Regions from separate parts of the Mus musculus genome. Here all the other regions are linked to region 4. Evidence: chromatin contacts called from public Micro-C and promoter capture Hi-C data. All regions are on one chromosome and are shown on one strand. The core of a region is the stretch at or near the end of the contact, and the rest is flanking DNA. Distances in the headings are between cores, read along the strand shown.

Region 1 (5,737 bases), core at 2,472-4,971, 1.2 Mb after region 4:
CTGGGTCCACAATGTCCTTGGAGAGCTCCTTTCTCAGAGTGTTATGTAAGGCCAGAATTTTAAAATTTATAATGGCCATCTAAGAGACCACTCTAAAGATGAAACTTTTGAGAATGGCTTTGTTAGACTCACTTAATAACAAATGTCAAATGGAAGCAAGAATCTGGCATTCAACATACAGGGACTGTAGGAGGCAGCCTATAGTACTTCTATAAAACCTAGAAGCCCTAAGGACACATTGTCTGTAAAAAGTGATACATAGTTCTAGCCTATTGTTTGGATTTTAAAAGTAACATTTCTTTAAACTCTGTGACACAAGTAGTCTGGAACTCAAAATATGGACCAGGCTGAGCTTAAACTCGGAGATCTGCCTGCCTCAGCTTCCAGAGTGCTGGGAATAAAGGTGTGTACTACAGAGTTCACTTTGGCAGTGGTATGTGCATATGCCTGCACAGGCCAGAGGTATAACTCTTACAGTTAAAGTTATAGGCATTTGTGAGCCATCCAATTTAGATGCTGGGAACTGAACACGGGTCTTCTCCAAGAGCAGTATGTGACTTTAACCAGTGGGCCATCTCTTCGGCCTAAGTACCCACTTTTAAAAAATAACTTTTGAAAATATTCAGGGTGTTTGATAAACTTTTCCTTGAAAGTACAGCTTTCTGATTAATTAATTAGTTCCAATTTACTTACCAAGAAATAAAACTGCTAATTATTTAGGCTGTATGACTAATCTATCTTTATTTGTTCTTGATTTTAAACAGGGTCTCAGTCTGTAACTAAGAGTAGCCTAAAACTCATTTTGTACTCAAACTTGGTCTTCAACTTTTGGCAATCCTGCCTTACCTCACAAGTGCTGGATTATGGGTGTGGTTGACCACACCCCACTCTAATATATATTTTGCCCACACTCAACTTCATTATGCCACAGCATTCAAAACCTTTGTGGCATATATATAGGGGGTAGAGGAAAGCACAGGAAAATAAAGACAAAAACTCCAGCAGTATTTACCTTTAGACAGTGCAATTTCATGAAACTTTATCTTGAAATGTGTTTAAGTGTTCTATAAAGAACGGATAACCAGAAAACACAGCAACTTAGTAAAATGAAGATCAGTACTTACAGAATGTTAAGTCTGTAATTTTGGAATGTATAATTCAAGTGAAACAAAAAGAATTTAAGGGTCTGAACATATCCTTTGAAGAATTAAAGACCAGAAAACTCCGTGCTCAACACCAGGAGGTGCTAGTTAACCACATTCTCCTATGAAGCTCAATGCAGTGAACCTCACGGCCCTGTTAGGAAACATCACAGTCACAGTAGGTATCATATGCTTCCACCAGTTACACAAAGAAGCAAAAACCTGAGAAAAGCAGATGAGGTGTGGGAAGAGATGCTTCTCTGCATAAAACACACTGAATGACCGCAGGAGAAACCCTGCCGTGGTCAGTCACCTCTGCAATGGGGATAACAGTAAATATATAATGGGATCACAATTGCACCGAACCATGCGGGAAGGCAGAAAAAAACACGTATACGCCACCTAAGAGAACAGACAGGAAGACAGAAATTCATAGCACCTAAGAAGATAAAGTACTCTGCTTAGAGTAATTGCTGGGTCTGTTTCCGATTGCCCAAAGATTGTAAAGCAGAGCTGAGCAGTAAGTACTGAAAATAATCTCTCCAAGTTTACTTGATTATGTGGATTCCTGTAAGATAGCAGCAGATACGGGCATCAGAAGAGCAAATAGTGTTTTTACCACTAACAAGTGAACGGCCAGCAAACTGGTAGTTACCACAGAAAGTGAAATTACATCAGTTCAAACATGGGTGAGTTTATCTCAAAAGTTTCCTGCTATAGACACATTGGCTCACAAGATCGGGGTCTGTAGTGGGACGTACCACCATGCCTTAGGAAGCAACGGATAGGAGGGAGAGAACTCTTTTTTTCTCTCTGAAAACAGAGGTAAGGCAATGAGTGGCAAAATCAGGGAGAGAGAGGGTTAAAAACTTAAAAACATTTGCTTTCATGACATAATCACTAAAGCTCCCTTGGTTTATACCCTCTATACAATGATTTCATATTTTGTAACATTTGTGCTCCAGATGCAGACTGGTAACTGGGGCTGCCCCTACTATTTCTAAAGCTCAAGGAAGAGAGTAATAACACACCTGTACTAACTATGTGTGCACTCAGAAATCCTCCGAAGCACACCTATGAAGACGACATACTTCAACTGTCTTCCATAGGAATGAGCTCATTAAACTGAAGTTCTGTTGACATGAAGATCCATCTAAGACCCTAAAGACTATTTTTTTTTCCTACTCATTAACACTAATGTGTCTTACTAGGTTTCCCTGGGTGTTTATTATAATAAAAATACTGCAGCTCCCTAAGGGTTCATGGCCACACTCAGAATCTGCAAGTAACAGGATAATACACCTCACATGAGTCAACTCAGAATCAGACCAGATGAAAAAGCATCGCCATTAATTTTCCTACGAACCCGGGATGAAGCAGTTCTTTCTCCTGTGTTTCCTATTAGTGTGGGATTTAGGAGTTTGGTTAGCTGAAGGAAATAGGAAAGTAATATGGCATATGAAGAAACACCCTGGAAAAACAAGGGCTTCAAAAGTCTCTTTTGAGTGGAATGGAGAGACAACCACAATCCCGACAACCAGGTGACCAATCACAGTCCTATCGTTCAGGTATCTGGGCTATTTTAAAACGTTATCTCATTCAGAACATGCGACCCAGGGCAGAAAATGAAGGTAAGCAAGCACACTCTCAGAGAAGATTGTCCCTAAATGGCGATGCAGACTGAGGCCACTCTGTTCACAGCCCATGTTAGCACTCACACAGGTGTCACCACATTCCTGGTTCCACGAGGAAAGGACCGTTCACAGGCGGATGTGTCTTTGACCCCTGGTGTCTGGCGCTGCGTTTCCTCATCAAGCCTGGCTATTTTGGAAACTCTCCTCCGCGGACCTAAACCTCAATCTCCCCGACTATTTCATCTTAGAAAGAAGAACGGAAGTTCCTCTCCTCCAGGAAATGTTGGAGAGATCTGGAAGGGTCAGGAGCGACCCGGAACGGAAAAGTCCTATCAAAAATCAACTAAATTTAAGTCTGTCAAATCTAGCCCGAGGCCGTTCGTGCTCCTTTCCCTGTCCAGGTGGCCCTTGCAAGCATCCAGGGGTAGCCGAGATGAACCGACACCGGTCGTGACATCTCCGCTTAGCCTGTGGCTCCGTCACCCTCCCCGAGAACACAGGTACGGGTTCCGGCTCCTTCTGGAGGCGGCGCCCCTTGCTCTTCCTAACTCTGAAGCTCAGGCCAGTGCGCGGCGAGGCCGTGCGGAGGGCCAGGAGCCAGGGTGGTGGGTCCCGGGCCACGTCGCCGGCAGCCGCGCCCAGGGTGCTCCGCGGACTCGGGCCTGGCCGCCCCGGCGTCCCCCCGGGCCTTACCCGCAAAACGTGGTAGCCCTCGGTGCCGCCGCCCGGGATCTCGACGCTCTGCGAGGAGCCCATGGCGGCGGGCGATCCGTACGACCCGGCCGGCTCAGCGCTGCTCCGCCTCGCGCACCGCCCGCTTGGCGACTCCGCGTAGCTCTTGGGACGTGGCACTTGCAGCAGCCCGAGCCGGGCCGCACAGCCCGCCGGGAGATCGTCGCCCGGCAGCCACGGCCGCTGCCACGCCGCAGACAGCGCCCCCTGACGGGAGCCGGAGGGAACGATCGGAAGAGCGCAGCGGGCGGAGGCAGGGAGCGCGAGAAAGCGGAAAGACAGCCCGGAACGCGACGGCTCGCTACGGGGCCCCGGAGCAGACAAGACTTATCTCGGCGCGTTTCTACCTTCGCAGAAGGGTATTTGGTCGCAGCGCCTCCTGGTGACCAGAGGCCAGAGAGGAAGGGAGCAGATGCCGAGCACGCCTGGCGCTTGCTTTGTTTTAGGTCTTGTTTAATAAGATTGTATACCTGAGGATAGTTCACAGTGCCTTTCTGGGGTTGGAATATCAGGTATTCTCAGCTCACGTTTATAAAGAGCAGTGTTCCCTGAAATAAAAGCGGTTACTGTTTTGTTGTTTTTCTTCTCGTCCTGATAGAACACTACGGAGCTACGCAGGAGCGAGGGGCAGGGGTTGGATTTCCTTGGAATTTTGCCTGTTGCCCCACTGCACCCCTCTCAGTGTTCCCTGCCCCGTCTCCTCCCCATGCTATAGTTTGACTTTCAGTAATGGTGTCCCATCCAGGTGTTGACTGTCTTTGGTGTTTTGCAGTGTGAGCTATTATTAAGGGTTCTGAAGTATTCTAGTCCCAAATGGTTTTTCATAGTTAACCCAACACGCCACCAGTTAGATAGTCTAGTTTAAAGGATAGGTAGAGGAGCAAATGAGTGGTGCTCTAAAGAGCCAGGGGAATACAGTACGGGGACCTTTCTTCCCGACAGCTGACCAGTTCGCCATATGGAATCAGAATCATATGAAATTAAGAAGACTGGACTGAAAGAGATACCCATAGACAAAACTAAGAAATACCAGGAAGAGCTTGCATTGGGATCTGGAGTGAAGCCCAGAGGTTTCATAGTCCCTAGCCTGTGGAGGTGGAGGAACCTTGAAGGGATGGACCTTGTAGAAGGAAGTTGGAGTCTGTCCTTAAAGTAGGGAGTAGAACCCTGCCGCTTACTTTCTCTCTTTGCCTCACAGCTGCCCCGAGATGAACAGCTTTGCCAAAATAATGGAGCCAACAGCTATGGACTGAAACTACAAGCCAAACAAATCTTTCTTTCTCCTTTAAGTCGTTTTTTTGTCATTGACAAAAAGCTAACAGAAGGCCAATCTGAAAAAATTCCTAGGGCTGAAGAGGAAGGAGGCTTACGGGTTAAAAGTGTTGGCTGCTCAGTCATGTCAATGGGAATTCAGATCCCAGCACCGACAATAGACTGTCTATAATGCTTATAGCTTCAGCTCGAAGGGATCTAGCACCCTCTTCCAGCCTCAGTGTAGACACACACACACACACACACACACACACACACACACACAGAGAGAGAGAGAGAGAGAGAGAGAGAGAGAGAGAGAGAGAGAGAGCTGGGATCTTGCTGTGTTCTCCTGACTAGTCTTAAATCCCTGATTCCCAGTGACTCTCCTGCCTCAGCCTTCTGAGTAGCTGAGATATGCCACTGTGCCTGGCTTGTAAATGGCATTTTTGGTGCAATTGGAGAAACTTGAATATGGTTGCTAGAATATTAGATTTAGGAGAAGACTATTTCTTTTAATGAAAAGGAAGATAATTACTGAGGTAGGGAGCTAGTTAGAAGACAGACTGAGCCTATAGGCATATAAAATGATTTTTTAAAAATAAAGTATACATTAGTGCATTCCTCCACATAGGACTGTCTGGGATGATAAGAGAAGGGGCTATACTATGGACTTCTGAGTGGTAACTATGTATTTATCTTGGGTTCTTATGTATTCTATACTGCTCAAGGACCTGCCTTTTTATAACAATTTTTGTTTAAAAATTGAAAATAAATTACCACGTCTCTCTTTGCTGCTAATAAGCCAATTATAGTATCTTTCAAAGACCCCACGAGTCCATAGTTAAATAAATGAAAGGTGTGGTCACATGACTTCTCAAGAGCAGGGAGTGCAGCAGAGTTGGTTGCATGTTGCTGGTATGTACTGGAGTGCCTGGCAGCTAATGCAAAGAATCAATATTTAATACAAGACAATAA
Region 2 (5,687 bases), core at 855-3,354, 1.0 Mb after region 4:
TCTTTTAACTTCCTTCCTGTTCTGTGTCCTTTATGATACAGTGTGCAAACTAAGCTTACTCTTAAAAGAAAGAGGGGCTGGGGTAGAGGGTTTGCCTAGCAGGTATGAAGCACTAGGCTTGATCCCCAGTATATAGAAGACCAAGCAAGCAGAGTATATATATACATATCATATAAAGTCATAGATAAGCAACCAAGACATGGGTGTATGTCCATACAAAGGCTTGCACACGAGTGTTCATGGAAGTATTAAAGTAGAAAAGGGAGAATGCAAATGTCCATCACAGTTCAAGGGATAAGGCAGGATATATTCGTACAAGAAAATGTAACCATATGGCTATTAAAATAATTATGTTCAGGGAAACCACTTTATGTCCAGAAGAAAACACTGGACACTTCATCTAAAATTCAGGAAAATTCAAATTACTCCGTGGCATAGAAAGAAGATATATGGCTCTGAGGGGGATGGAAATGGGGCAGGTAGGAACCTCAAAGGGGTGGGGAGAAGGGAGTTGAGTGGGCAACAGATGTTTGCTACTGATTGTACAAGGGGCATCAGAGCTGTATACACCCTACAGTGTGAACTAAAGCCACACACTTTACAGTGAGTTCTATGTCAATAAAGTTGTTCAATTTGTGAGTTCTTAGGTTTCAAAAGCAGAATGTGACTGAAAACAAGAATCTGAAGCACAGGAACACCCCAGTGACTTCTGGCATAGCTGACAACCAAGGCTCTATTCTGGGAGTACAGTTTATCTGAAGAAAACATTACGATGAGAAATGCAAAGTCATAAAAATAAAAAATAGAAATGACATTTTGGTCCCCCTGGTAATCATGTCATTTCCTTATGCCTGCACAGTTGCTCTATAGCATAATCATTTTAGTGTTCTATTCAATTTGGTTTAAAGAGAGCAGTAACCTTGTCGTATTTTTCCTGGACTACCAGACTTGCTCTTTTATGAACAAGATGGCCAATCGCTGGTGTGTGTACGTGGGTGTGCAGAAAGCTATGCTCTATCTATAAATTTTAGCAAATGCTGTAATTTGTTTTGGGAATTCGTCGTCAATACTCAACAGCGGCACCAGAAACTGGAAATTTCTAGAAACTATACCTTCTTCAAGATGAACACTATAGTTTTTTTGTTTTTTGTGTTTTTTACTGTGAATTCAGTAGTCAACATTTTCTATTTAGATTTTCCACTTCTGTGAAAACAAAGAACAAACAGCTATACCACACACTCAGGCTACCCCACCGGTAGGGTTTCTCAATTCTTTTGGTAGATTGTTTTAAGGAAAGTTTTATTTTCTTAGGTTCTTTTTTTTTTAATTCCGTGACTACTCCTGTTTTGCAGATGGATAAGTGCACACTGCTCTTTCTTTCTTTTTCTTTCTTTCTTTCTTTCTTTCTTTCTTTCTTTCTTTCTTTCTTTCTTTCTTTCTTTCTTTCTTTCTTTCTTTCTTTCTTTCTCCTTCTTCTCCTTCTTCTCTTTCTTCTTTTTCTCCTGAAGGGCAAGAAGCAACTCTCAACTTTTCAGTTCCATTTTGAGACTCCGGAGCCAGGCGAGAGCAGAGGCGTCTCGGGCAGGCTGGGTGTGGGGCGCGCTTCGGAGCAGGCGCGCCGCGGCGAGGGGGAGGCAGGTGGCAGCGGGGGCGCGCCTCCCTCCGGCCGGCTCCGCGCACGCGACTCGCCGCTCCGCGCCGCGCCGCGGGCCCCGCGCCTCCCAGCGCGCTCGCGCCCTCCCCGCCCTCGCCCCGCCCGGGCAGGGCCCTCCCCCCTCCCCCCTGCCGGCCCCGCGGCCGCCGCCGCCGCCGCTGCTACCGGAGGCGCAGGAGCCTCGCGATAGTGTTTGCATTGGCGGCGCGTGACGCCGCCGCCGCCGCCGCCCGTAACTGATGCAGAGGTTACCCCGCCGCCTCAGCCGCCACCCACCGCCCGCCACCGCCCGGGCGACGCCGGGGCCCGACGCACTGCAGAGGTGCCGGCAGGTTCCGCCCGCGGAAGTGGCCTCGGTCGGCGCGGCCCGCGCTCCGCCCGCGCTCCGGCCCCGGCCCCGCGGCCCCGGCCACTCGCCTCCCCTCGGCGCTACCCTCCCCGCCCGCCCTCCGCCCGGCGCGCTCCCTCGGCGGCGCGGCGCTCCCCTCCCAGCCCTCGCGCCCGCGCTCGCCCTCAGCGCGGCCCCCGCCATGACGGAGGCGGGTGCCGGTGCCGCCGCCGTCGCAGGGGGGGAGTCGGGCTCCCAGAAAGTAGCTTGATGAGTGTCCAAAGTAGCAGTGGAAGTTTGGAGGGGCCGCCATCTTGGTCCCGGCTCTCCACGTCTCCAACCCCGGGCTCGGCGGCGGCGGCCAGGTCCCTGCTGAATCACACGCCGCCATCCGGGAGGCCCAGGGAAGGTAAGCGCCGCCGCGCCCTCCCGCGGGCTCCCTCGGCCCGCGCGGACCCCGGGCTGGGGTGGGGGGTGGCGGTTCGCGGGCGGGAGGCCTGCCCTGGCTCCCTGAGCCTCCTGGCCTCGGGGCTCGGGTGGGTTTGCCCTCGCGGTGCAGCCTCGGCGCGCGAGCCCCCTCCCCTAGCCCGCACTCCTCCCATAGAGGCGGTCCCCGCGCCGCAAGCCGGGCCGCCGGGACCGGTTAAGATGCCCCTCGCCCGCCTCCCGCATGCTCTGGGCTGCCTCGGATCCGAGTCGGATCCCCATCGCGGCCCCTAGAGCGATCCCAACGGCAGACCGACTCGTGGGCAAGGCTGCTCGTGCCACCCCCCCCCCCCCCCCAGATGGTTGCAACTTTCCTTCCTTCGCCATCGGCTCCTGCATGTTTGAACGTTATGCTCGTGGGTTGCAAGTACGCTCGTGTTCCTTTCTGCCCAAGGGTGGTGGGCTTTTTTTTTTTTTTTTTTGGTGGAAATTCCTGCTTGAAGGTTTCTGCAAAACACGCACTGAGATCGGTTACAATTGTTTTCTAAGTTTTCTGGCTCCTTGCATGCAAGTGTTCTGCCACCAGATGTAGCAGTCACACAGCTAGTAAGGCACCTAGTGCTTTTGACTAAAAAATGAACTTGCTGCCTTTAACTTTAAGTATACTCCATAAAATGGAATTCGGGAGAACACTCCTTTACCAGGGAAGAATAAATTTGCATCGGATCTCTTTTAACGCCCTTTTGTCTGGAAAATGCGAAGTCGTATTCGTTAGCAATCGGTAAATGGGCTGTTCGCTCCCGGTTGTCTCGCACAAGGAGATTATCAGCACCTTTAAAAAAAAGAAGAAAACGTTTGAAAGTCCAGCAGTCTAGTAAGCCTTGTAAAGAAATTCAGAGCTTCGGTTTATGAGTCGTTCGGATTATTGTATTTTGAAAATATGTCTATATTTATTATCCATAGCTTTGGTAATTGCTAATCAAATGTTTCTTGCCCGGATCCAGTGGTTGAGGCATAGCATTCTTTGTCATTTTGTTCCCGTGAGCATGTGTGAAAGTGACAATAGGCTCAAAGATTGACGTGAATATGCTCTAGAAAATTCATGGGAAGATTTGATTTATGGCATCCATTAAACATGCCGAATACGTTGACAGACATTTTCCCCTTTCATCTCACCCTGACACTGATTTTTCATTAAAAGAAATAAGAGCTTATTTATTGAATGACTTAAATTAATAATCTGAGTTTTTCCTTCTGTTCTTGAAAGTTTATGTACATGTATAAGCTTGAAAATTTGTAAGTTTAAAATTTAAAGTGTGTGTTGTAAATAGGGCAGTTGGTGCTTGTAGCTTGCTTGTTTCCACTTTGTAGTTTCATTACGATGTCTAATGGTAGTATGAGTTTTGAAAGATTATCGTGGTTTCTAGAGTACTATACCTTTGAAAAATAATTCCTCATTGATTTCTCAAGTGTTTATTGAGCCATTACTATGAGCCAGGACCCGTATGTGATAATCTGCTGAATACATGGTGTTGGTTTAACAGTTGACTTCTGTTATCAGTCCTGGGAATTTGGCAGGCACCAAATTCAGATGGAGTTTCTAAGGAAGGTCAGCCCTAGCTGACCGTCTTAGGTGTGCCGTTCTGCACCCTTCCTGATGATGAAATGTTCTGAATGGTTGGAATAACTTAATTCAAACTTCCAAATAACCAGAAATCCTGCTCCCCTCCCTCAGCAGCTTTTTTTTTTTTTTTTTTTTTTAAATGGGTTTTGTTTTTTGTTGTTAACCTAAAATAGTGAGTCTTAGTTAATACTTGAAATTCTGGGATATAGTCTTGTGAGTTACACTTGACAACAAAGTTTCCATCCTTTTCTCCTTTCCCCTTGAGTCTTATAGTGGACCACTGCTGTATTACAGGGCTACACCCCAGCCCTCATAATTATTAGGTCATTTATTTTTTATTAACCATGTAAATTAAAACTGTTAACCGTCCTCCACCCCTATTCATTTTGAGGCTTGGCACCATGTCTTTAAATTTTACCATTGCCAGAGGAATGATAAAATTATCTGTTGGAAGCCCCCCAAGGATCAAGATGGAGAAGTTTATCATTGAGTAGAGTCCCCTTTTTTGTTACAGGTGTTTAGTACCTTTTGAAGGTATATATGTTAATACGCTGCATAAACTGATTAAATTTAAGAACCTTTTGATTTCAAGGGAGGGCTAGTAAGAAACATAGGAAATGCTGGTGGGATTTGATTGGAAACATTGAGTGACTGTATCAGGACGAGTCTAAACTTTGTTTCTTGAAAACCTGAGCCAAATTAACTTGCAATCACAGAAAAGAAGTTAAGTTCAGATGATGTTTAGGTACATGTATGTTTGTGAACTCTTTTGTCTGCACTTATGTACATACCATATGCATGCCTAGTGCTGAGGAGCTCAGAAGAGGGTCTTTGGATCCCCTGGAACTGGTATGGAACAGAAGGTTGTAAGTTGCCATGTGAATGCCCTACAAGAGCAGCAAGGATACAGGGAGCCATATCTTGAGCCCTGGGTGAACTTCTTTTAAGCAAATTAAACTTTGAAAGAGGTTAAAGATGTGCCATACTTGTCTGTAAGTTATCTGGAAGATTAAAGGTGTGTGCTAATCTTCAGGAATTTTTTTTATTAGATGTTTTCTTTATTTACATTGCAAATTTTATCCCCTTTCCTCATCCCCCCTCAGAAAAACCCCCTATCCCATCCCCTCTCCCCCTGTTCACTAACCCACCCACTCCTGCTTCCCTGCCCTGGCATTCCCCTACATTTGGGCATGGAGTCTTCACAAGACCAACGGCCTCTCCTCTCATTGATGTCCCTCAAGGCCATCCTCTGCTACATATTCGGCTGGAGACATGAGTTCCTCCATGTGTACCCTTTGGTTGGTTTAGTCCCTGGGAGCTCTGGGGGGTACTGGTTGGTTCATATAGTTGTTCCTCCTATAGGGCTGCAAACTCCTTCAGCTTCTTGTGTCCTTTCTTTAGCTCCTCCACTGTGGAACCTGTGCTCAGTTCAATGGATGGCTGTGAGCCTCCATTTCTGTATTTGCCAGGTACTGGCAGAGCCTCTCAGGAGACAGCTACATCAGGCTCCTGTCAGCAAGCACTTGTTGGCATCCACAATAGTGTCTGGGTTTGGAATCTTCAGGATTTTTAAGATACACATGGATGGGCTATTTTCTTTGCTCTGAGTCCAGAATTTTTTTGGTTTTTGTTTTGTTTATTTTATTAATTTGGAA
Region 3 (5,794 bases), core at 1,936-4,435, 1.1 Mb before region 4:
GGTGATCTGGTTTTGTTTCTTGGCCAGGAATAGCTTGTGAAAATCTTGAGAGAAAACAAGAAACTGGGCCAAGTCGTGGGGACAGGGGAAAACAGATCTTACTGTTGTTTCGAGATTTGTTCATGATAATACTTGATTCTCATTTAATGACTGTACAAAAACATATTAATCCACCGTAAATTATACTGTATGTTACTACATGTATTTATCTAAATACCGGCTTTATGCTTTGCATATACTTTAGTGTATTTGCACTAGTTAAGAAATAAGTATTCTTGCAAGAGACCATTTTGCTTTTGGTCATCTTAACATAGGGTGTCACAGTGACTCAACTGTGGTTGGAGAAGTCTACTGAATCTCACCTTATGCTGAGTCATACTCTTGCTGATGTTCATTCTTTTTTTTTTTTTTTTTTTTTTTTTGGTTTTTGTTTTTTCGAGACAGGGTTTCTCTGTGTAGCCCTGTCTGTCCTGGAACTCACTCTGTAGACCAGGTTGGCTTTGAACTCAGAAATCCGCCTGCCTCTGCCTCCCAAGTGCTGGGATTAAAGGCGTGTGTCAACACCGCCCAGCACTGATGTGCATTTTTAAGAGCTTTGCCTCAAAACAGCTAGTTTGAGTTATCTGGTTTTTGGCCCTGAAAGACTGTTCTTGCTTGCATGACACAAGAGAAAGAGAACATGTGTCACTGTATTAAAAATTACCACGAAGTAGTTGGCGGAGATGGCCCCCACTTTTAATCCCAGTACTCAGGAGGCAGAGGCAGGTGGGTTTCTGTGAGTTCCAGGTGAACCTGGTCTACAAATCCAGTTTCAGGACAACCAAGGCTACACATGAAACTGTCTTGAAAACAAAAACCACAACCAACGAGAAAAAACCAAAAAACAAAAAAACAAGTCCAAAAAGGCTTCTGAAACCGATGTATGCACTGCCCCTCCCCCCCATGAATTTTCAAGTTCGTGTATACAAAGCTAGTTTAAATGCTTTGCCTTCAACCTCATACAAAACATACAAGTACAATAATTGGGATGTTTATTCTTGCTTGAGGTAGATTTCTAATAAAAGTATTGTGGATAGTGTTTCCTACTCTTAAATTCAACCTTTCTTAAGCAAAAGTATCTAGAGGTAATAGACAACGTTCTGTCTGTTGTTTGCAGAACACTTTTTTCTCCTGAATGACTGACTGCAAGGCATTGAGGATGTCAAAGGAAGGGGTGTTAATACACCACTAAGTACAAAATTTAAAAAAAAAAAAAAAAGTAACTAAACGCTCCCAAGAGGAAGGATACTTTTTAGATGTACTGTTTTAACAAATGTTGACTGACTTTCTTGGTTAAGAAGCAGGTAGTTTGTGTGTGCAGCAAACTGATTTTAAAGGGTGACTGTATCTCATTGAATAAAAACATAACTAAGCCTGCTTTGATATCACTGGCCAGAACTAAAACCTTTTTTCTTTATGAAGGGACTGGAGATATCTTTTTGCTCTAAGTGCCCGCCTCCAGGGTCCACAAAAGTAGATGGTTGGTAACCACGGGCTAAGCTCGGGAGGATGAGAAGGTGATGGATCCGACTTGCGACCAAGAGCTGAATGTGTGTGAAAACGTCCTCCTCCAGCCTCGGAGGGGGTGTCTCCCCCAATACCAGCTCCCTCCCCCAGGGCTCGTGGGGCGGGTCCGGTTTGCTCAGTAGCAGCAGCAGCCCTGGGGCCGAGCGGCGGTGGCCTCCTGGCAGCGCTGGCAAGACGCAGCTCCGAGCGCCCGGGCCCTGGGGAGATCCAGTCCGGTCGGCTGCCAGGATGGAGGAGACGTCGAGTGGAGCCGGAGCCACCGGGGACGGACTTCCTCCCCAGCTCGGCTCCCCGACAGCCTGGCGAGGCCTGCACACAGGGCCAGCCAGTGGAAGAGGCCTGCGCCTCGGGTCTGGCAGCCGCAGCCGAGGAACGAGGCTGGCACAGCGGGGTAACGCGCGAGCCGGGGCCGTTCTGGAGAACCTACGGCGCCACGGCCGCTCATTGTCTCTCCCCTTCAACCCGGGGGCAAACAGGAAGCCCGCCGCCAGGCCGAGCGACGGACAGGCGTCCGGACCAATGAACAGAGCTGACGGAGAGCCTAGCGGCAAATGAGAGCCGGGAAGAGGGGCGGAACTTCCGGGCGGGCTGTCGCCCTCTTCCCCCCTTTTGGGCTGGAGGCTCCACCTTTTGTGTTTCCCGCACAGTCAATCAAAATAGGAAAAAAAAAATTCCCCGGACCGCTCCGGCCGTGTCCGCCGCCGCTTCCCGCATCCTCTCCCGCCGCCGCCGCCTTCGCTTCTCACCATGTGTAAGGCGGCGGGGAGCCCCGCCTGAGCTGTCCTAAACACACTATGACCGGTACGTAAAGCCGAGAGAGAGCAACCCTCGCTGCCTCCGCCGCTGCCACTGCCGCCCACAGCCAGCCCGGGGCCGCCACCGCCGGCTCCCGGCCTCCGGGAGCGTGCGACCGAGTGTCGGCGGAGGCAGAAAGCCGCACTCCCATCTCCGCCAGCCAGCTGTCCAGCCCTTCCAGCCCCAGCGCCGAGTGCCCGCCGGGCTCCGGGCGGGCGGCCCGGTCCGCCGGGAGCGCATCCCCCCTGTGTGCGGGCGCGGGCGGCGGCGGCGGGCGGGCGTGTGCGAGTGACTGACGGTGCGAGAGGAGCGAGCGCCGCGGAGGGAAAGGGGAGGAGAGGAGAGGAGAGGAGAGGGGGCAGGGGCAGCGCGGGGAGGAGGAGGAGGGAACGAGGAGGAGGAGGGTTACAGCCGCGGCGGGCGGGGGCAGCAGGAGGGGAGGAGGGAGCGCGCCGCCGCCGCCGTGGCCGCCGCGGCCGGGGGGAGGGCAGGGGAGGGGCAGGGCCCGGGCCGCCCGGCGCTCACTAATGTGGCCGCGGCTCGCGGGCCCCCTCCCTCCCCGCACCCGCCTTCCTCCCCACCCCACCCTCCTCCTCCCCCCTCCCCCCGCGCTGTGCCTGCAGCTCCCGAAAAGCCCGTGAAACAAGAGGAAATGGCTGCCTTGGACGTGGACGGCGGCGGAGGCGGCGGCGGCCACGGCGAGTATCTACAGCAGCAGCAGCAGCAACAGCAGCAGCACGGAAACGGCGCGGCGGCGGCGGCGGCCCAGGTGAGGAGCGGCTGAGCGCGGCCGGGCTCCCCGCGCGCCGCTTTCTCCTCCCCTCGCCCTCCCTCCTTCCCTCCCTCCCTCCCGCGCGCGCTCGCCCGCCCCTCCCCCGCCCCGGGAGCTGCCCGCCCGAGGCGCCAACGCTCCGACCCCGCCCGCGCGCCCCCGCCCGCCGCCTTTTTGTGTGTGTGTTTGTGTGTGTGTGAGTGTGCAAGTGTGCGCGCCCTCCCGGGTGGGATCCGGACGGAGGGAAGAGGCCCGGCGCGCAGCCGTCCGCCGCGGGCCACCGAGCGCGGGGAGAGGCGCCGCAGACCCCGGAGGAGGAGGAGGAGGAGAGCGCGGGGCCGGGTTGGCGGCGCGGCCAGGCGCGGAGCGAGCCGTACTTCCTGTGCGAGCGGGCCCGGCCCTAACCGCCACCCCCCTCCCTGTCTCCCTCTCTGAACCCGCCCATCGCGGGTAGGACACTCAGCCGTCACCGCTCGCTCTGCTGGCCGCTACCTGCAGCAAGATAGGGCCGCCATCGCCGGGCGACGACGACGAGGAGGCGGCCGTTGCCGCCGCCGCCGGGGTCCCCGCCGCCGCCGCCGGAGCGGTAAGTCCCGCCCGCCCGCCATCCCGGGCCTGCGGCGCGCCCGCCCGCCAGCCCGCCAGCCCAAGGCCTCCCGCCGCCGCGCGGCCGTCACGCGCGGGCCGTCCGGCTCTGCCGCGCTTCCCTGCTCGCTCGCGTCCCCGGTGGGAGCCCGGGCCGGCCCGCGCTTTCCGGAGATTGTCACTGCGGCATCGCGCGCAAAATTCCTCACAAAATGAAGTCTGAGACGGAGGAGGTGGGGGGTGGGCACGGGACTCCAAAATGGATGTTTAAGTAATTCGTATCAGGACTTGAAAACTCACTCGCTCTTTGCACTACATTTGCAAGCACAGCCTATCGGTCACAGATAGTATCACCTACCGAGGCAAGGATGGCTCTAGTTTCTAGAGTTTTTGAATCTGGAGCAAGTTTCCAGATCTTGGGTATTTGATCATTTAAGGAGGGTGTTCTTTTATACGCAGGGACGAACATTTTTATTATTATTATTTTTTAACCTGATCATTCAGAATTGTTGGCGTTTTGCAGACTACTCCAACTTTGCACTAGTTTTGTTCTGAGTAGGGTTAAGTGAAATAGTTGGGAGGCTATTGAAATTTGAATTTGAAGTTAGTAATAACTTTGGCCTTTGAGGTTTTCTAGAATATCAATCTTAAAAAGTAGATGAAAGTCATTTTGTTTACATGCTTGTTAGCACACTTCATACTTTTAAGAGTTGAAATTGGTTGGCTAAATGTTATTTTTATTATAACGAGTCTGATGGGATTCTTTTGTAAATTTTAGAACCTCTAGGTTGTGGAGAGGAGCGGCAAGTCTTAGTGAAGACTCAGTGTAAAATTAGGTGCTGTAGACAATGTGAATTTTACATCTGTGTGGACCATTGCTGCTCTTAGCTTACTGTGAAAAGGTGTGTTCACCTGTTAAGATAGTTAAAACACGCCTCAAGACTAAGTTTTTAAGAGGTTTATAGCAATCGATTTATGTAGTGTCAGTTTAGTTGTCACTGTTAGAAAAGTTAGCTGTTGTATACTAGTCATTCAACGTTGTTACTCTGTATTAGTAAATAGATATTTTTAGTCTGAAATTAGACTATGGACAGTGGGAGCATTTTTAATGTCATGTATTTTTTAAGCATATTAAAATATCAAAAGCTGTTTGGGAAAACTTTTAAATTTAAAGAAACGTTAAGCAGATTAGTAAACTTTTAAAGTAAGTTATATTTCCCTAGTCCCAAAGTGTCAAATTAAGTTTATTGTTTTCCTTAATAAACTACCTCAGAAGTAAAATTGAAAAATAAACTTTAAATAAAGTGCAATTTTTCATGTAACTATCAAAGTTTCAGAATGTGCTTACAGATGGGGAGGGGAGTGGTGAGGAGAAGCACAGGGTTGAAAGCATCATGCTTAGACTCCAACTCTAGTGGATCACTAGACTGACCCCAGCCATGTGTTTGTGTCATGTTCTTGGGCTTCTTTAAGATCTCTGACCTATCACAACATTACTAAGAACACCATTTCCTGCCAGATGAACATGAACACTCTGAATTTAGTAAAAGTAATAATATGAAAATACAGTTTGCTAGAGAAGCCTCTAAACTTGGAATTTTTTGGTGCATGTTTGATGCTCGATAAATCTGAGTTCTTCCAAATTTTTCACTTTGAGCAAAGTTGAAGTAAACTGAGCTGAAAGTTGAATAAGGTGAAAAATATGAGAGCTGTCATTTTTGTCTGAACATTAATGGGGAAAAAAGTTGGTTTCTAGTTTAAAAGTAGTTTAAAGTTTTTTTCAGAATGCTTAAAAGATATTTTCAATATTTAAAACTATACTTAAATATATTTAAGTACTCTAAAATTACTGGAGATCACTAGAGGACCGTAGTGTCTTGAGGGTTGTGGGATGTTTTTAGATTTAGGGCAAAGCAGGAAATCCAGTGTCAGAGTCACGACCTTCACCTTTACCCAGCTACCCCCCGTGCTGCCTTATTGTGGCACAGTTTTCAAATCTGTGTATCACTAACATGGGTAGCTACAGATTTTGAGTTTTGCCAATTTTTCCATTAATGTTCATTTTCTAATCTAGGT
Region 4 (5,337 bases), core at 426-2,925:
AACCTTGTCTCGAAAAACCAAAAAAAGAAGAAAAAAAAAAAAAAAAAGGAAAAGAAAGAAATCCTGACTCTCGACTTTTGAGTAAATTCTGACCCAAGTCATTGACTAGACACAAATACTAACCACCAGAACAAATACCACCAGAACACAGTCAGTACAGAGGTTTTCAGGCAACAGAAGGCAAAGACCATCAACACAGTATCACCAACCATCAAGTGGAACCAGCTCAGTTGTCTGATTCCTGAGACCATCACCTCCCCCTTCCTCCACTCTTGAATCCAGATGTTTGGCAGAAGAGTTGATAAGTGTCCCTCCCCTGGCAAGCACCTTCACTTGAACTAAAAAAGTCACATTTCAGCAATCCATTTGAAACTAAGTGGACCTCGCAGATGGAACCTTAGCAGAAAACTATCTTGTCAACAGTAGCAGTATTATTAAGGAAAGCATCTTGCCAAAGTTTAATAGCGTATTCATGAACAAGGTGAACATTGCTACACCACAGTACAGGCATTCACAAATAAAAGCAAAACACACACACAAAACGGGGGCCTTTCATAGTCCCTTACTAAAGAAACACAAGGAAAAGCACCTGTCACTTCAAACCACAATTTTAAGATAAAGTACCTACCCCCACCACTAATCTCTCGTGCGTGCTAACCATGTTATAACCTGGCAGCACGACACAGAAGATAACTTTTTCTACTCCAGAACTTTCGGATTTCAATGTTAAGAGTTTATTCTAAGCATTTCCCTTTCCGCCTCATTACTCCTGATGAGAAGCCAAAAGTCAAAGGCCTAATTCTGCAGTTCTGCAATCTGTTACACACAGACAAGACCATGCACTTTACACGTGCTTGAGACTGGCTGCTGTTGAAACGAATTTGCTCTCGGTGAAAACACTGGCGAGGAAAGCACTGGGCCAGTAGTAACTTGTTTTCCAGCCATCACGCCACTCCAAACGATCGCCACTGTGCTGGCACCGATCTCGCCTCTGCAGAACACCACCCTCGAAGCAGTTTGAGCCCTGGCCTTGAACCTGAGCAAGGCATCCCCAAAGACACCAGGTCCCCAAGCGCGCACCTACGCACGTGCGCGGAAGGCTGCAGCCGCGGGCCCCCTGCTTTGTTTTTTTGGGTTTGTAGTTTTTTTTTTTTTTTTAAACACACTATAGTCGCACGTCCCTGTTACGTGCCCGGCCTTCCAGCGCCCGCTCCCTCCGAGGAGGAAGGAAGCACCTAAGACGCAGGGGGGGCGACACGAGGGAGGAGGAGGGGTGCGCCTGGGAGGACGGGGCCCGTGCACAGAGGCCCGACGGCCCAGCGGCCGCCCTCACCGAAGTCCAGGAACTGCTTCATGGAGAGTGGCGACGGCGAGAAGCGCGCATAGAAGTCCACCTGGCCCGGAACGCCAAGCTCCGACGCCGGCCCGGAACCCGAGGCCGAGGCCGAGGCCAGGCTACGGCTGGCGCAGGGGACGGCGCAGAGCGGCCTGACGCTCGTGCCGCCCCGCAGCAGCCTTGCCAGCCTCATACCGAGCCCCGCCGGAGGAGCCGGAGCTCCGGGCGCCAACCTGCGGCTGTATGCCGCTGCCCGGGCGCTACGTGCGGGACGTGGCTGGCCGCGGGGGCGGGGAGCTGCTGTCAGCGCTGCGGCCACCGCCCCCTCGCTGGAACCACGCCCCCGTAGGCGGAGCACGGACAGCACGGAGGAGGGCGAAAGGCTGCGCTAGCCACCGCCCCTGGTTAAAGACACGCCCATGTAGGCGGGGCCCTGGGAGGACGGAGGCGGGGAAAGAAAAAAAAAAAGGGAGCGCTGCTGAGCTTTGTGGGGTGTGGTGCAGCTGAAACCACCCGGAGCGAGTGGCCGCCGTGGGAGCCCGGCTTAAACGATCCAGCTTGCGCTGTGTTGCACCCCTTTGCACCCTTTCGTACTTCCTCCGCCCTCCCAGTCTCAGCGGAAAAGCTCTAGGCTGTGCGAGATCGTTGGCAATGAGCCTGTTCTCATTGCCCTTGGATCATGCAAGCCCTTGATTTGCAGGTGCAGCCGAACAGTGGTACAAGAGTTGAACTTGGGGGTGTGGCTCTAAAGAATTCCACAGCAACGAAAGTCCCGGGAAGAGCGCGTTGAAACACTTTATGCAAGCAATATTGCCACAGTACTTAAAGACTACTCGCTCTTTTTCTGTTAACTCATCTTAGAGTTACAATGTGCCTGCTCCATCTTTTCAATGTATAGAGATAGTGAATGTAGAATTAGAACATATTTAATATCTAACCCCACGAAAATCACGTCTGTCTTCTGAACACTGTAAAGTCCCCATCCAACTACCCTAACATTTGCTGTGTCTTAGGTGCAAGAAAACTATCCTGCCACGTGTGAAGTTTATCAATTATGTAGAATACACACCGAATAACACTTCATAGCTCCATGCTGGTCGCTTTTGGGTTTTGTTTTGGTTTTGTTTATGTTTTATGAGACAGGGTTTCTCTGTATAGCCGTGACTGTCCTGGAACTCGCTCTGTAGACCATGCTGGCCTCGAACCCAGAAATCCACCTGCCTCTGCCTCCCAAGTGCTGGAATTAAAGGCATGCGCCACCACTGCCCCGCTCGCTATTGGGTTTTGAAAAAACACAAATCATGAAGTCTGGGATGTAGCTCATATCCAAAGCCCTGCGTTTCATCCCCAGCACAAGGAAAGAAAAAACAAAAGCAACCCCCCCCACCCCACCCCCCCACATTGTGTTGGCCCAGGTTTATAATTTCAGCGATCTGCAAGTGGAAGCAGCAATGTGGGAGGTGAGAATTCTAAGGTCATCCGAAATCATGCCAGCCTGTTATTCTGACTCCTATCTGAAAACAAAGAAACAAATACCTGCCCACCCTCCCCCAACATACACAGAAAAACAGAAATTAGATCAGAGTCCCTTTAAAGAAAGCTGTTATTCTGTATCCAACAAACTGTGTGTAGCACAAAGCGGGGATATTGTCCGCATGGAAACAAAAGCAAGTGGTTTTGATTCTAGAGAAAGAAAAATTGTTTTTCCTCAAGTATCCAGTAGAAATTGTGGTCTCCTCTTGGGGTTCTTAGTCTCATTTAGAAAAGAGTTTAAGAATAGACTAAAGTGGAAGCTCAAGGATAATTTTATTAAAGTTTAAAAGAAGAAAAAAAAAACCTCCAAGGTAAACAAGCTGTGCATCTCAGCAGCTGCCTGGAGGAGGAGAATGGGGTAAAGAAAGAAAACAAACAAACAAACAAACAAAAAAGCACAAACCAACGAAAAGACCTATGCTGCTCCAGTTACTGGCATGGAGGTCAGATGGAGGTCTGCCACAGGGTGGGAAGGGGGGCCTTAGAGAAAAGGGTAAGGAAGCCCAAAGTATCAGAAAAAGCAGCATCAAAGAGGGAGGGGGTAAAGGGAGGGAGGAAAAAAGGGAAAATTGTGCCTTTCTGACTCCAACCCAGTACCTCATGGTGGTTTATAGGAACAGTGTTGGGGAAGGAGGAATTCTGGGAAGGAAAAGTACAATATCTCATTAAAGGACAAAATATTTCTTCTACCTATTTAGGATAGCTGAAGGCGAGTTTGCTTTCCTAGCAGTCCCAGGCCAGGTGATTGACACTGCCCAACTGCAATGTTAGCTCTCCACCCAGGCCAGAGAATCTAGCCCCTTCACCAGATGGAGGTTTGTTTTTCTTTCGTTTAAGAGTTATTTTATTTATATGAGTACACTGCTGTAGCTGTTTCCAGACACACCAGAAGAGGGCATCAGATCCCATTACATATGGTTGTGAGCCACCATGTGGTTGCTGGGAATTGAACTCAGGACCTTTAGAAGAGCAGTCAGTGCTCTTAACCACTGAGCCATCTCTCCTGCCCCTAGAGGGTTTTTTGGTTTTGGTTTGGTTTTTTTGTTTTTTCTTTTTTGGTTTATTGTTTGTTTGTTTGTTTGTTTGTTTGTTTTAGAGACAGGGTTTCTCAGTGTAGCCCTGGCTGTCCTGGAACTTACTCTGTAGACCAGGCTGGCCTCAAACTCAGAAATCCGCCTGCCTCTGCCTGCCAAGTGCTAGGATTAAAGGTGTGTGCCACCACCGCCCGGCTTGTTTTTTTCTTAATGGGTCTTTAAGGCTATTCTAACATTAAGTCCTTTGTTGCATCAGACCCTGTAAAGAAACAAAAACAAGAAAAAGATGCCTATTTCATATATTTGTGCTGTATAGCTGGGGAATGATAATTTTTAAAAAAAGTGGCCTTGAATCCCAGCATATAATATCTCCAATATAGTATAGTGAAATGATTGTTTAGAGAAATGATAAGTCATTATAAATTGAAATATCCTTAACAAAACAACCTATTTTTATAGCTGTTCCACTGTCTACTGCTTTTCTCCAGTGGCCTGTAGCTCAAATCCATCTGCCAAAGGAAGCATATTTGGGGCAGGAATTTCAGGTATCTTACAACACCATCCTGTCAAATGCAGGAGAGCTTGTTGTTTGAAAGGATTAAGTTTGTTCTGGATGACCCGGAGAGCAGATGGAAACCACAGAGTAACAGACACAATTCAACATGGAAAACTGTTGTCCGTTATACAGCCATTTCAGTCAGATGGACATCATGGAGGGAGGGGCTCTTGTTAGTGACCCTTAGATAGGAGTCTAGAAAACAGCTCTATAAGGATGGCCCTGGGAGGCTGTGGGAAAATAGGGTATTGTAAAGGAAAGAGCCTGGGTTGCATCTTAATGCTTTGACTGTGCTCTGTCAGTCATATGCCTTTCCATGTGTGTCTGTCTTAATCTCTCTGAGTGTAATGGTTTGTAGATGCTCAGCCCAGGGAGTGCACTATTAAAAGGTGTGGCCCTGTTAAAGTAGGTGTGTCACTGTGGGTGTGGGCTTTAAGACCCTCATCCTAGCTGCCTGGAAACCAGTATTCTCCTAAATTTGCCTTCAGATGAAGATGTAGAACTCTCAGTTCTTTCTGCACCATGTCTGCCTGGGCAATACCATGCTCCTACCTTGATGATAAATAATGCGACTGGACCTCTGAACCTGTTAGCCTGCCCCAATTAAATGCTGCCCTTTATAAGACTTGGCATTGGTCATGGTGTCTGCTCACAGCAGTAAAACCTTAACTAAGACACTGAGTATCAATATAGTACTAGGAAAGTACAACAAATGCCTTCATAAGTCTTCGTAGCATAAATAGTATAGTTATATATGTTTACACAATGCCCAGGCCTTACTAAAGAGCTAATAAAAAGGTATCTTATGTGTGGGGCGTGGTGGCGCACGCCTTTAATCCCAGCAATTGGGAGGCAGAGGCAGGCAGATTTCTGAGTTC

What was found. Promoter capture Hi-C pulls out the DNA fragments that hold promoters and counts their contacts. A called contact is a pair of places that touch in the nucleus more often than the background predicts. Capture Hi-C pulls out chosen DNA fragments and counts their contacts.
Region 1: a contact with region 4 is called in a promoter capture Hi-C map of second pharyngeal arch cranial neural crest. The contact joins the promoter of Gorasp2 here to the promoter of Pdk1 in region 4. A contact is called at or near these places in 8 of 39 promoter capture datasets (the 3T3-L1 cell line, 3T3-L1-derived adipocytes, cranial neural crest and 4 more), 1 of 115 datasets of contacts at active chromatin or transcription factors (astrocytes) and 2 of 9 other capture datasets (adipose tissue and liver).
Region 2: a promoter capture Hi-C map of liver shows a contact between it and region 4, with 2.8 times the contacts expected there. The contact joins the promoter of Tlk1 here to the promoter of Pdk1 in region 4. A contact is called at or near these places in 8 of 39 promoter capture datasets (the 3T3-L1 cell line, the HPC-7 cell line, cranial neural crest and 4 more), 1 of 484 Hi-C or Micro-C datasets (CD4 T cells), 2 of 115 datasets of contacts at active chromatin or transcription factors (fetal liver and pro-B cells) and 1 of 9 other capture datasets (liver).
Region 3: a contact with region 4 is called in a Micro-C map of embryonic stem cells, with 6 times the contacts expected there. The contact joins the promoter of Sp3os here to the promoter of Pdk1 in region 4. A contact is called at or near these places in 8 of 39 promoter capture datasets (the 3T3-L1 cell line, embryonic stem cells, hippocampal neurons and 4 more) and 1 of 484 Hi-C or Micro-C datasets (embryonic stem cells).

The regions. Positions count from the first base shown.
Region 1 is chr2:70,659,493-70,665,229 of GRCm38.p6, reverse strand. Gorasp2 (golgi reassembly stacking protein 2) reads right to left here and starts at 3,721. Exons shown (of 10, transcript NM_027352.4): 1 at 3,470-3,721. The coding sequence starts at 3,532.
Region 2 is chr2:70,821,897-70,827,583 of GRCm38.p6, reverse strand. Tlk1 (tousled-like kinase 1) reads left to right here and starts at 2,104. Exons shown (of 20, transcript NM_172664.3): 1 at 2,104-2,391. The coding sequence starts at 2,253.
Region 3 is chr2:72,976,823-72,982,616 of GRCm38.p6, reverse strand. It overlaps Sp3os (trans-acting transcription factor 3, opposite strand), which reads right to left and starts at 3,185. Exons shown (of 3, transcript NR_045269.2): 1 at 3,022-3,185. It overlaps Sp3 (trans-acting transcription factor 3), which reads left to right and starts at 2,171. Exons shown (of 7, transcript NM_001018042.3): 1 at 2,171-2,367; 2 at 2,985-3,130; 3 at 3,588-3,719. The coding sequence starts at 2,361.
Region 4 is chr2:71,869,562-71,874,898 of GRCm38.p6, reverse strand. Pdk1 (pyruvate dehydrogenase kinase, isoenzyme 1) reads right to left here and starts at 1,675. Exons shown (of 11, transcript NM_172665.5): 1 at 1,334-1,675. The coding sequence starts at 1,529.